2 separate regions of the Mus musculus genome follow, and region 2 is linked to region 1. The links are chromatin contacts, called in public HiChIP or PLAC-seq maps. All regions are on one chromosome and are shown on one strand. The core of a region is the stretch at or near the end of the contact, and the rest is flanking DNA. Distances in the headings are between cores, read along the strand shown. Region 1 overlaps Xdh (xanthine dehydrogenase). Region 2 has its middle 79 kb from the start of Gm31235.

Region 1 (5,995 bases), core at 1,279-3,778:
AGCCAAGGTGAGACCCTGGCAGCAGGAACTAAGCATGGAGGAACACTGCTAACTGGCATGCTTTCTTTGGTTTGCTCAGCTATTTTCTTTATACAACCCAGGCCCATCTGCCTAGGAATGGCATTGCCCACAGTGCGGGTAGGCTCTCCTCTATCAATTAGCAGTGAAGAAAGTGACCCACAGTCATGTCTACAAGACAATCTGATGGAGACAATTCTTCAGTTGAAGTTCCCAGATGTGTCAAGTTGACAATCAAGATTAGCCACCACAGCAGGCATATCCCTGTACAGATCTGGGCTCATCAGGGGTCTCTCATTGCTTCCCCCAGGAGAATTATATATTGGTGGCCAGGAGCACTTCTATCTGGAGACCCACTGCACCATTGCCGTGCCGAAAGGCGAGGCAGGCGAGATGGAGCTCTTCGTGAGCACACAGAACACCATGAAAACCCAGGTCAGCTCAAGGCAGTGACAGGAGAACTCCTAGTGGACCAGGTCGGGCAGAATAGGAAACAGGAAGAAGTAGATACTAGATATAGATCCTAAGAGGGACATGAGTATTAGTCTTGGAATCAGAGCCTGTTCACCACCAGGGACATTGAACTTGCCATTTAACATTAACTAGTAAGGTGGGGCTTGCTAGCGTCATTTCATCAATCAGATACATTTTAGAACTTGCACTAGAACCTAGGGAGTCTTCACTTTTATAATTCTGAGGCTATGTGGCCAGCACATACCAAGGCATATCCTGCCCAAATATCTCATTGTTTAAAATCAAGTATGGGACCATGTGATAACCATAAGGACCATTAACTTAGCAGATACAGCTGTCTGTATATGATATTGCACATGCACTATCAATACAATACAATACTAGGTGTATGTACATGTACTAACTGGTACATGATATTGGTTGCCAGGATTTTTGGTATCTACTCTTACCATTCTGACCTAGAAGTCCTTGCCAAGTGAGATGATTTTTTTTTTTTCACCCTGAATGCATGCTGTTATCTTGCCCTTCTGGTAAAAAAGGAAATATCCGAGTTGCCTGAATTCACTTGGTGGTGACCAGTGAGTGCTGGATCCTGGCACCAGTCACCACTGGGAGGTGGGGAAGATGTTTACTTCAGAAATTTCAGAATTCATAGTAGTGCTTAGGCCCAGGCATGTTGGACAGGTTGAGGTCAGGCCTTGAAAAGGTCCAGAGGATGTGTCAATGCAAGGTTGTTTTTCTTCTTTTGTATAGAGCTTTATTGCAAAGATGTTGGGTGTTCCAGACAACAGAATTGTAGTCCGAGTGAAAAGAATGGGTGGAGGCTTTGGAGGGAAGGAGACCCGGAGCACTCTGATATCCACAGCAGTGGCCTTGGCTGCATACAAGTGAGTTTCTAGGCCCCCTTCTCCTGCTACAATGCCAGCTGGTCAGGATGGCCTTCTAGAGTCTCCCCTTGTTGAAAGTAATTGTCCCTACTTTGATTTCTCAGTTTTCTCTGTTTCAAACCCTTGAACATAAGGGCAGGGATACCCTCCCCAGCTTCTTTGTACATTGTATTCATGGCTTCTCTCTCCACCCCCACCCCCCAACTAGCTTAAGCTCCCTAGGAATAAGGTGAGGACTCACAGCCTGGCATTTCCTGTGTTCTTCAGCACAGCACCACCACTGAAAAGCTCAGTGTGTAGATGGAAAGCAAACCTCCGTACTGTTTAGCATCCTGAGACACACGGGGCTTAGGCTGCAGGAGGCTTACAGGTTTCTAACCTCCTTGATCCCCCGCTGCCCCAGGACAGGCCGCCCTGTACGTTGCATGCTGGACCGAGACGAGGACATGCTCATAACTGGTGGCAGACATCCCTTCCTGGCTAAATACAAGGTGATTGATCTGTTCTGTCTACTCGGGTAGGATAAATGGGTGGGATGGACCAGGACAGACAGACAGACAGACATGGGTGATATTGAGAATGACTCTCCTTTCATCAGGTGGGCTTCATGAAGACTGGGACTATAGTGGCACTGGAGGTGGCTCACTTCAGCAATGGCGGGAACAGTGAGGATCTCTCTCGGAGTGTAAGTAGTATCTGCCTGCCCCTAGGAGTGACTGGAAGGCCAAGGGTGTGCTGCACAGTCTGGGGGCATCCCTGCCAATTATTTCTGTATAGCCACGTAACTAAATCTTCCTCACTTTCAGCTTCCCGTCCTTGGACAATCTCTAAGCAGAGAATGACCATATTATATCTATGATTAGTAACTCGTCCTTTCTGTTCAAGATATTTGCCATGCTAGCCCTATTACGTATACATCTTCAGGTGTGTGTGTGTGGTGTGTATGTATGTGTGTGTGCATGTGCATGCTCATGAAAAAGACAAAAAGATGTAATATTTGTTTATAAAATAAAAGCTTTGCAAAAATTAAGTTCAGAGAGCTTAAACGAGCAAAGAACACTTTACAAACCAGTCAGCTCAAAACAGAGGCTCAGAGAGGTGGCCAGGTGGCATTTGTAGACAGGAAACGGAAGTGACTTTTTACAAAGTAAAGCATACTCAGGGAGTTAGGTTGCAGGGCATCCCATCCTGGTGCAGAGACATCCTCTGATGAAATTCAGTTGTGTTCAATAATATACGCCATGGACATTTATCTTTTCACAGTTCGAGGAGCTAACATAGCTTTAGGGAGGACTTTGCTTTCTGTCTCCCATAAGTAGAGTACTGGACACTACTTATGGTGTCCAGTAGCTGCTTTTGGCTTGTGCTGAGTTCTTCTACCTCCTTCCTAATTTTCAGTCTAGTATCTCTGTATCTTGAGAAAGGGGCACAGCGACCTCTGACTGTAAGTGCAGATTTCCTGTTCTTTCATCTGTTCTTCTTTGAGCCCTTGAAATTGTTAGTTCATCTGTATTTCCTCTCTGTTGTTTGAGACCAAACCAACGAGTATGCTTTGGGGAAACTGACGTTTTATCATTATATAATCTCTCTCTTATAATGTTTTGTTCACAATTCTCCTTTATATAATGTTACTAAAAGTCTGTTTTGTACCTTTTGTTTAATATTTACATGCTATATTTTCTAAACTTTTGCTTTCAATCTACCTATATTATATTATGATTACTATTATTATTGAAATGAAAATTTCAAAGAAATATAGTTACATCATATTTTTAAATGTACTCTGTTAATCTCTGTCTTTTATTTGTACTGATTTATTATTATCTTTTGAAACTTCAAAGCTCACCCCCTGTGACACACTTCACCCAACAAGGCCACACCTACTCCAATAAGGCCACACCTCTTAATCCCTCCCAAGTAGTGCCATTTCCTTATGATTAAATGTTCAAATATATGAACCTATAGGGGCCATTCTTATTCAAATAACTGTACCCAAATACTACTGGAAGGAAGGGGATGGAAAGAGCAAGAGAGAAAGTTATGTAGTCTGAGTTAGAGGTCAAGGAAGCATAGGGTATTGTAATTGTGAACACACAGTAGCTGTGGCTCCAAGCCTGCTAAAGTCTGACTAGCTACTGAACAGCAGGGATATGGTGAAGGCCTTGGTTCTTTATTAGACCCTTGGCACCATCCAGAAGGAAAGTCAGTAAGAGGTCTTTTTGCTAAGTGAGCATGAAAGTCCAGGGTCTTATGTGCTTTACAATGGCTTTATTTAGGGTGTGGGTAGGGCTTTATAAATGGCTACAGGTGGTGAGTGGTGAGTCTTAGATCCATACCTGACTTTTTGTGATACCATCCGAACAAGAGTGTTGGGGCACCCCAATGGAGCCTCATGAAAATGGAAGCATAGGTTTCTGATGAGATTTTGCAGATGTGGTTATAGGAACGGGGTCACAACTCGTGTGAATGAGTATGTGTTTGTGTGTGTGTATGTATGTGGATGTGTGTGTCTGTGAGTATATGTATATGTGAGTGTGTGTGTCTATGAGTGTGTATGTGGTATTCAGTTGGAGTATAATAGTTAATGTCTAAGACCTTTGCTAGGCTACCTTTTATTGACCTTTTGGATAAAAAGAACAGGATTTAAGGGGGTGATCCTTTTTAGTCTCTATAATCATTGACATTTTTAGATCACTTGATTTTCATAAAGGTTGAGGTCTAGAAGCATAACCAAACACCTTAAACCTCTAACCCCTAGAACTCCTTACCACACCATTTCTTGATTCCTGAGGACTGTAGTGTTTCTGCCACTTTCCTTTCCCTTTTAGAATATTTTGTATCACTGTTGACTTAAAACATTCTTTCTCTCTCTCTCCCTTTCTCTCTCTCTCTTATCTACTATCTATCATCTATCTATAATCTATCATTGATCTATCATCTATCTACCATCTACAATCTATTATTTACCTATCTAGTCATCTCTATCTCTCTATCTATCTATCTATCTATCTATCATCTATCTCTGTCAATTATCTATCTATCTATCTATCTATCTATCTATCTATCTATCTATCTATCATATTAAGGATACTGGATGGGATGGGCTAGGTCCTCATACTGTATATTAATGATGAGTATCTGTCTGCCAGGATAAAACCTTGAGTAATGTCAAACATGGTCCTTGGGTATTTCTGTATTTAGCGCCTGCTGAGGATCCTTGAGCCATAAATGGCAAGGATAAGCCCAGCAGCTGTGTGCACTGCTCACTTTGCCACAGCTGTGATAGATGAGCTTGGAATAATTTAGTGTTAAAATAAAATAGCTAGCAGGGCCAGAAAGGTGGTGCTTAGTGGGCAAAGGTGCCTGGCACCAAGACTGGTGAACTGAGTTTGATCCTGGCATCTACTTGGTGGAGGGAAGTAACTCTTGCCAGTTGTCCTTTGACCTAGACATGTGTGCTCTGACACACTCACTCAAGTAAACCAATAAGTACAGTTTAAAAAGAAGTAGATAAAAAGAAGGTAAGAAGAGGCAAAAATGGGTGAAATAAAATCAATTGTGAGGAAGTGGATGCTCACAGTCAGCTAATGGATGGATCACAGGGCTCCCAATGGAGGAGCTAGAGAAAGAACCCAAGGAGCTAAAGGGATCTGCAACCCTATAGGCGGAACAACATTATGAACTAACCAGTACCCCGGAGCTCTTGACTCTAGCTGCATATGTATCAAAAGATGGCCTAGTCGGCCATCACTGGAAAGAGAGGCCCATTGGACACGCAAATTTTATATGCCCCAGTACAGGGGGACGCCAGGGCCAAAAAGGGGGAGTGGGTGGGTAGGGGATTGGGGGTGGGTGGGTATGGGGGACTTTTGGTATAGCATTGGAAATGTAAATGAGCTAAATACCTAATAAAAATGGAAAAAAAATCAATTGTGAGAATTATCAAATTTACATGGATGGTGGTACCTTTTAAAAGTTACTATCCTAATTTTATGACCAGATTGGTTCTTACATGTTTAGATTTCTATTTTTTAAAGTAACCTTTTTTTAAAAAGCAGGTTTCCTGTTATGCCCTCTGGGTCCCCCTCTATGCTAGAGTCTAATTAGTTCAGTTAGGAAACTTTATACTCCAGACCTACTATTACAAATGTTCAAAACAGGAAGTATTTCTAGCGTTCTCACCATGTGTAACGTGTTTTGGTGTTTTAGAGTAAATCAGGCTGACAGGCATGCAGTAGTTATCCCCAAAGATCGTAAAACCTTGTAATTCAGTCCTATAAATATGTTGAGTATGTAGCCCTAGGTGGCAGCGCAAAGAGCCTATAAACACAATGCATGGGAGAAACAGAGAGAGAGAGAGAGAGAGAGAGAGAGAGAGAGAGAGAGAGAGAGCGCCAGCAGCATACTGTAACACTAGATCAGTCCAGGAATGAAATGAACTTTTGTTAATCCAAACTGTAAGAGAGGTTGAAAGGAACTGAATGGCTCCCCCAGAGAGAAAATGCTGTGCAGGTGTGCAAAATACAAGAAAAACTGGGAACCAGCCCAGGATGTCCAAATAATTGACATCTCAGAAAAAGAAAAAAGAATGGGAACACACAGTGGCAGAGGCTATC
Region 2 (5,752 bases), core at 1,684-4,183, 250 kb before region 1:
CTTATCCAGTTTGGACGGCGTGCTGTCTGTAGTTGCTGGTGGCTAGCTTTGCCACATCTGAAGCAAACTCCATATGGAGGGTCTTCAAGGCTCATCATATCCTTTAAGGTAGAACAGGGTTCTTCCAGGAGCAAACATGTCTCACTGCCAAAAAAGACTTTTATTAATAAAAACATCTTTTATAGATCTTTGAGGTTTTTGAAGACCATCTATCCATCTATAGGGTATTAGTATAGGCAAATGTTGCTTGTTCCTAGCTATCCACTATCTGCTCAACTTTGAAAACATCAACTGGAAGCTAAATAAAGGTTATTTCTGTAACTAACTAAACTAGTACCTAACATGACCACAAGTTTGATGGACAACTAACTTGCATTTCTTAATCATCCTAAACAGTTTGTAACAGTAGCTCACAAAAGGACAAGAATGTCACATTGTAGTTTTAAATGCATTTCATAGGTATAATACCTAAAACAAGAGTTGAAACATGCTGGGCGTGGTGGCGCACACCTTTGATCCCAGTGCTTGGGAGGCAGAGGCAGGCGGATTTCTGAGTTTGAGGCCAGCCTGGTCTACAGCTATATAGTTGTAATAATAATAATAATATATATAGTTGTAGCAAAATATAGTCTTTATTTTGTAACATTTGATAGGAGAGAAAGAAGGATAGAAGAAGTAACAAGACAGAGAGAAAGAAAGCCCTGAATCTAGCCTTCTTTACTCTGTTCACTCCCTGGCCAAGACCATTAACAACCTGTGACCAACTCTCTAGGATGATAACAAACACGCATCACCCACTGGAGGACCCAAACCACGCACCCCACTTGTGGGGAATGTTCTCTTAAAATTGTTTCATGCTGTCTGGGGGTGACATTCTTTGGAGGGTACTGGCTCAGTCCTGGGAGAGCTAGGTGTATCGAGTCCAGTCTCTGGGTGATGGCAAAGTGCAGGGCTTAACTTCAGTCCTGGCTGGATGTGAGGCTGAATAATTCTGGATTCAGGTGTTTGAGGAGGCATCATTTGAGGCAGTCTACGAGACAGGACCACCTGGGCTACTTGTCTTGTCTTCTTTGGTGTCTGGTCCTTATGCTCTCCAAACATATACTTTCAAAGGTAATATATGTCTCTGCATTAGCACATGGATGGAATGTACAATGTGCACAGTTCAGCTAAAGATTCTTTGCTCTATGTTTGAGCAGGGAAAAGGAATCAAACTTTATAAGTCTGTTTGGACCGTATATCCAAACTGTAGTGTAAATTTCCGTCCATGCCGTGTGAAAGGATGGCACGGTAACTCCTGAGGACTCTATAGCCATCGAGGTTTATTGGCTATGCTTAGCTGTAGTTCTGCCTGGAGACATTCATGTCTTAGAGCTGTTCCCATGGAGAAGGATCAGTATATACTTCCTGTTTTGTTATTTTTCTTGCTTTCTTCATAGATTTTTTCAGGAGGTCTCCCTTGGTCAAACCTTATCTTTATTGACTTTTATGGAATCCACTGATTTTTTTTTTCTCCTGTTGAAACAAAGACAAAACCTCTCCCCCAACAGGACACATTTTCTTTCTTCCATTCTGAGGTTAGGACATCCTTAAATTAGATAGGCAGGTTTAATTCAGCAATCCCTTCTACTTCTCCACCCCACCCCAAACAGATGTCTCTCAGTAGCTGTGCTATCTTTCTCATTGATATTTAAACAATTGAAAGTCAAGCATTATTTAATCTCTCTCTGGGGGATCCCATATCTTCCTTTTGTTCTCTGAGCATTTCTGCTACAGTGTAGTTAAATCTTTTTTACAATTGTTTGTCCTGTAGGATTGTAAGATAATATCTTACAATAATGCGTTCTATGCCATAATGTCTAAAAAATTGTAATGGATACACATGTTGGAATATCAACGTCAATCTTCAAAGACATTTTCAAGATAGCCATCATTTTTAATAAATGTGCAATCTTATAATCAGCCTTTTTAGAACTCCAGGCAAAAGCATATTGAAATCACGAGTATAAATCAACTGTATGGTTCATTGACATATGTACATACTTTAATTCTCCAAAATGCTACAAAATAAAACACATAAGCTGTTGTATGACATTGCTGTAAGGTAGCATCATTAAACAGAAATTGCATTCTTTTTTTAAAAAATATTTATTTATTTATTTATTTATTTATTTATTTATTTATTATATGTAAGTACACTAATGTAGCTGTCTTCAGACACTCCAGAAGAGGGCATCAGATTTTGTTATGGATGGTTGTGAGCCACCATGTGGTTGCTGGGATTTGAACTCAGGGCCTTTGGAAGAGCAGTCAGCACTCTTAACCGCTGAGCCATCTCACCAGCCCCAGCAATTGCATTCTTAACTCAGTAAATTATATCTCTATGGGTTGCCATTCTAATTTCCCAAGCATTTGTGGATGTTTCTCATCTGGAACTACATGTTTTTACTGTTGTTGTAGGTTCCAGATTGGGTTCCTCTGAAGTGTCTTTATTCTGATTTAAAGAATCCTTTAATATCTGTTCTATGGCCTCCAATCTAGCATTTAACTTTTCAGTGCTCTTATCTGTTTTCTTTTGATCTCTTAAAAAGGATATGTAAAATTGCAATCATTATTAAAAATAATTATATGTATGTTGATAAGTGAAACAAATTAAATGGAATCCAAATACTCTCTGTCACTGCATTTTGCATTTTTACTTGTCTTATTCTTTTTAACTTTTTTATCTAACTTTACTTTTAAGAACTTCCCAAGTGTCTTATCAAGTTTGGAGCCTTTTTACCGTTTCCTTCCATTTTCACATCTGTAGCTGGCCTCTGTGGAGTCTCACAGATCTCGCTGATCAGCTGTTGGCTCCACCCACAGGGGGTAGATCACTCCCTCCAGACTCTGCCAGTCTGCAGGCTTTTCCTGTGAGCGCACGCGTCTTGCCATGATGGGCGGGGCCTGCCCTCTGACTTCCACCCACTCTGGGAAGGTGGCTCTGGTTTGGCTCCCGGATACAGCTCACAAAATGACACCCAAGCCTCATTGCTCCAAGGGAGCGCATTAGGAGCCATGCTTCTCACTGAGTAGTGCAGGCTGACCCAGCTCTGGGCAGCTGCAGGCTCTTCCGGCAGGCACATGCTGGCTTTCCACAGGCTCAGGTTGCTCAGCTCCTCTGCCATGCCTGGGAAGTACTTGCCCCCTGCCTTTCCACTTAGCGCTCTCTCTCTCTCTCTCTCTCTCTCTCTCTCTCTCTCTCTCTCTCTCTCTCTCTCTCTCTCTCAGATTAAGATTGGATTATTTTTAATTTATTATTTTATTTATTTACATTCCAAATATTGGCTCCCCGTGGTCTCCCCTCTCAGAGTTCTTCATCCTTTCCTCCTGCTCCCCTTTGTCTCTGAGAGGTGCTCCCTCCTCATGACCCTCCCCAGGCATCCCTCCCCCCCCCCCCCACTCCCCCGGGCCATTTTCCCCAGGCTCTAAGCTTGGCTTTTACAAGCACCACACTGGGTACCATTTATAACCATTTGGCTTTTTCTAAGTCTGCCCCCATTCTCAAGTAATGACACGGAGGCTTATTTATTTATGAATGCCTTATGGCCTTAGCTTAGGCTGGCTCCCTAACTAGCTCTTAACTTATATTCACCCCTTTATACTAACCTAAGTTCTGCCACATGGCTAGTTACCTCTCCTCAGTTTCATACTTCTTCTGCATATCTGTGGCGAATCCCCCTGCACCTGACTCTTTTCCAGAGCCTCTCATTGCTTAGACATCCCACCTTCTACATCTTGCCCAGCTATTGACCGTTTAGCTCTTTATTGACAGGGGATGCTTTTACACAGTCCACAGGACATTATCCCTACAGAGAAGCGTCATCTTGTAGTGCCTTTGTCACAGAATGACTAACTGGATAAGCTAGTGTGAGCAGGTGTGTCTTTTCTATACTAAGCTAAGTGAGTGCACCATCTCTTCTTTTTTTTACCCAAATGTTGTCACATGGGTATCACACACTGACAAGGTAATTGACACACACACACACACACACACAGCCTGTGGCATCCTTAAAGGAGAGTTTTAAATTTCACTACAGTCTAAGACAGATTCCTATGTGGAAGTCAAAGGGTTACTGTTGGGCGAAAGCTCCTGGATAGGTATGATAGGTCCCCTAACTGAGTGCTAGACAGCGTGGAAACTGTTGTTAAAAGCATGGCAATATTGGTACTGGGGAGATGGCTCAGTGTTTGAGAGAATTTGCTGTTCTTGCCTAGGACCTGGCTTGATTCCAAGCACCCACATGGTGGTTCACAACCAACAGTGATTCAAGTACCAGGAACTCTGATGCCCTCTCCAGCCTCCGGGGGCACCAGGAGCACAGGTGGTGCACATATGTACATGCAGGCAAAACACTCATACACATGAAATAAAAAAATAAATGAATCTTAGAACAAGAATGGTAACTTTTTTTTTTGTAATTTACAGTGATTACATAATTACTGTAATTACTTGGAGCAGACCATAGTAACTATTAAATCATAATTTCTCAAGGAAAAATTACAACAAAATGGTATTAGAGATTTGTTTGCTTTATATTTGTTGCCTGGGAGGAACATTATGAAAAGGAACGGAGGCAGGTGTGGTAGTGTATGTTTGTAAAACCAGCACATGAGAGGTTGAGGCAGGAGGTTTATAAGTTTGGGGCTAACCAACGCTGCATAGTGATACCTTGACTTAAAATTTTAAAAACTGAGATCAGGAGATTATTAGCTAGTATAGCCCAAAAATAAAAGGAATAAAGAGACACCAGAGAACTGGGGCATTGATATTTGTGGATAAATAGATCTGCTTCTAGACTCACTAAGAAATAAGGATGAGAAAACTTACATTTGTTTTGAGATTTATTTATTTTTCTTTTATGTACATGGATGTTTCACCTGCATGTGTGTGTCTACACCATGTACATGTGGTGCCCACAGAGGCCAGAAGAGGGCATTAGATTCCCTGCAACTGAGTTACAGAGGGTTGCTAGCTAACCTGTGGGGGATGGGAATCAAACCAGGTCCTCTGAGAAAGCAGTCAGTACTTTATATGCTGAGACACCTCTCCAACTCTTGAGAAAGCTTTTGAGTGATATCTACATATAAAGTTCAAGGTAGGAATTTCATTCAAGATTGAGAGCCTCAAGGTAATTATTCATTTAGGGGAGATCTCAAGCAAGAGAGTGAACAAGGAAGGTGACCAGCTATAGGAACTGTAAATATGGAAACATGCTAGGTTCCTAATGGTGCAAGACACAGAGGTACTGCTGGTTTCTGAGACAATGCTATTGCCATAGAATCCAGCCTTTGAATATTTGAGACCTAAAAGAACTCAGGGATGGGGATGTGCAGTTGGCTTAGCTGGTAAAGTACTTACTGTACATAGGATGAGGACCTGAGTTCAGTTCCCACCATGTAAAGAAACCAGGGTTGACAATTCACATCTGTAATCCTCCACAGTGGTGAGACTGAGACAGAAGGATCCCTGGGACTTGCTGGCCTGGGTGGTGTTGCCAGATTCAGTGAAAGACCCTGTCTCAGAAGGTAATGTGGAGAGCTATAGAGAAAGGTACCAGCAACCTCTGGCCTCCACTTGTGTTCATGTATGTAATACACTCTTGGGCTCTGAAAGGTCCACATGGAAGAGATGTAGTTTCTTCTTCAGAAAGGGAAAGATATAATCCTCCTGCCCCAGTCTCGAGTTCTGGGCTTACAGGTGTGCACTGTC

What was found. HiChIP or PLAC-seq counts read pairs in DNA pulled down with a chosen protein or histone mark.
Region 2: an H3K27ac HiChIP or PLAC-seq map of large pre-B cells shows a contact between it and region 1, with 2.2 times the contacts expected there. The contact joins two enhancer-like sites. A contact is called at or near these places in 2 of 15 datasets of contacts at CTCF or cohesin (the NIH/3T3 cell line and large pre-B cells) and 2 of 115 datasets of contacts at active chromatin or transcription factors (acute myeloid leukemia and large pre-B cells).

The regions. Positions count from the first base shown.
Region 1 is chr17:73,902,079-73,908,073 of GRCm38.p6, reverse strand. It overlaps Xdh (xanthine dehydrogenase), which reads left to right. Exons shown (of 36, transcript NM_011723.3): 21 at 329-453; 22 at 1,246-1,379; 23 at 1,783-1,870; 24 at 1,978-2,064. Among named protein-coding and RNA genes, the nearest start is that of Xdh, 45 kb to the left of the region's middle. Within about 2 kb of position 2,528, at least 22 of the 459 cell types and tissues checked have an H3K27ac peak or open chromatin away from gene starts, as enhancers often do.
Region 2 is chr17:74,156,887-74,162,638 of GRCm38.p6, reverse strand. No RefSeq gene overlaps it. Among named protein-coding and RNA genes, the nearest start is that of Gm31235, 79 kb to the right of the region's middle. Within about 2 kb of position 2,933, at least 147 of the 459 cell types and tissues checked have an H3K27ac peak or open chromatin away from gene starts, as enhancers often do.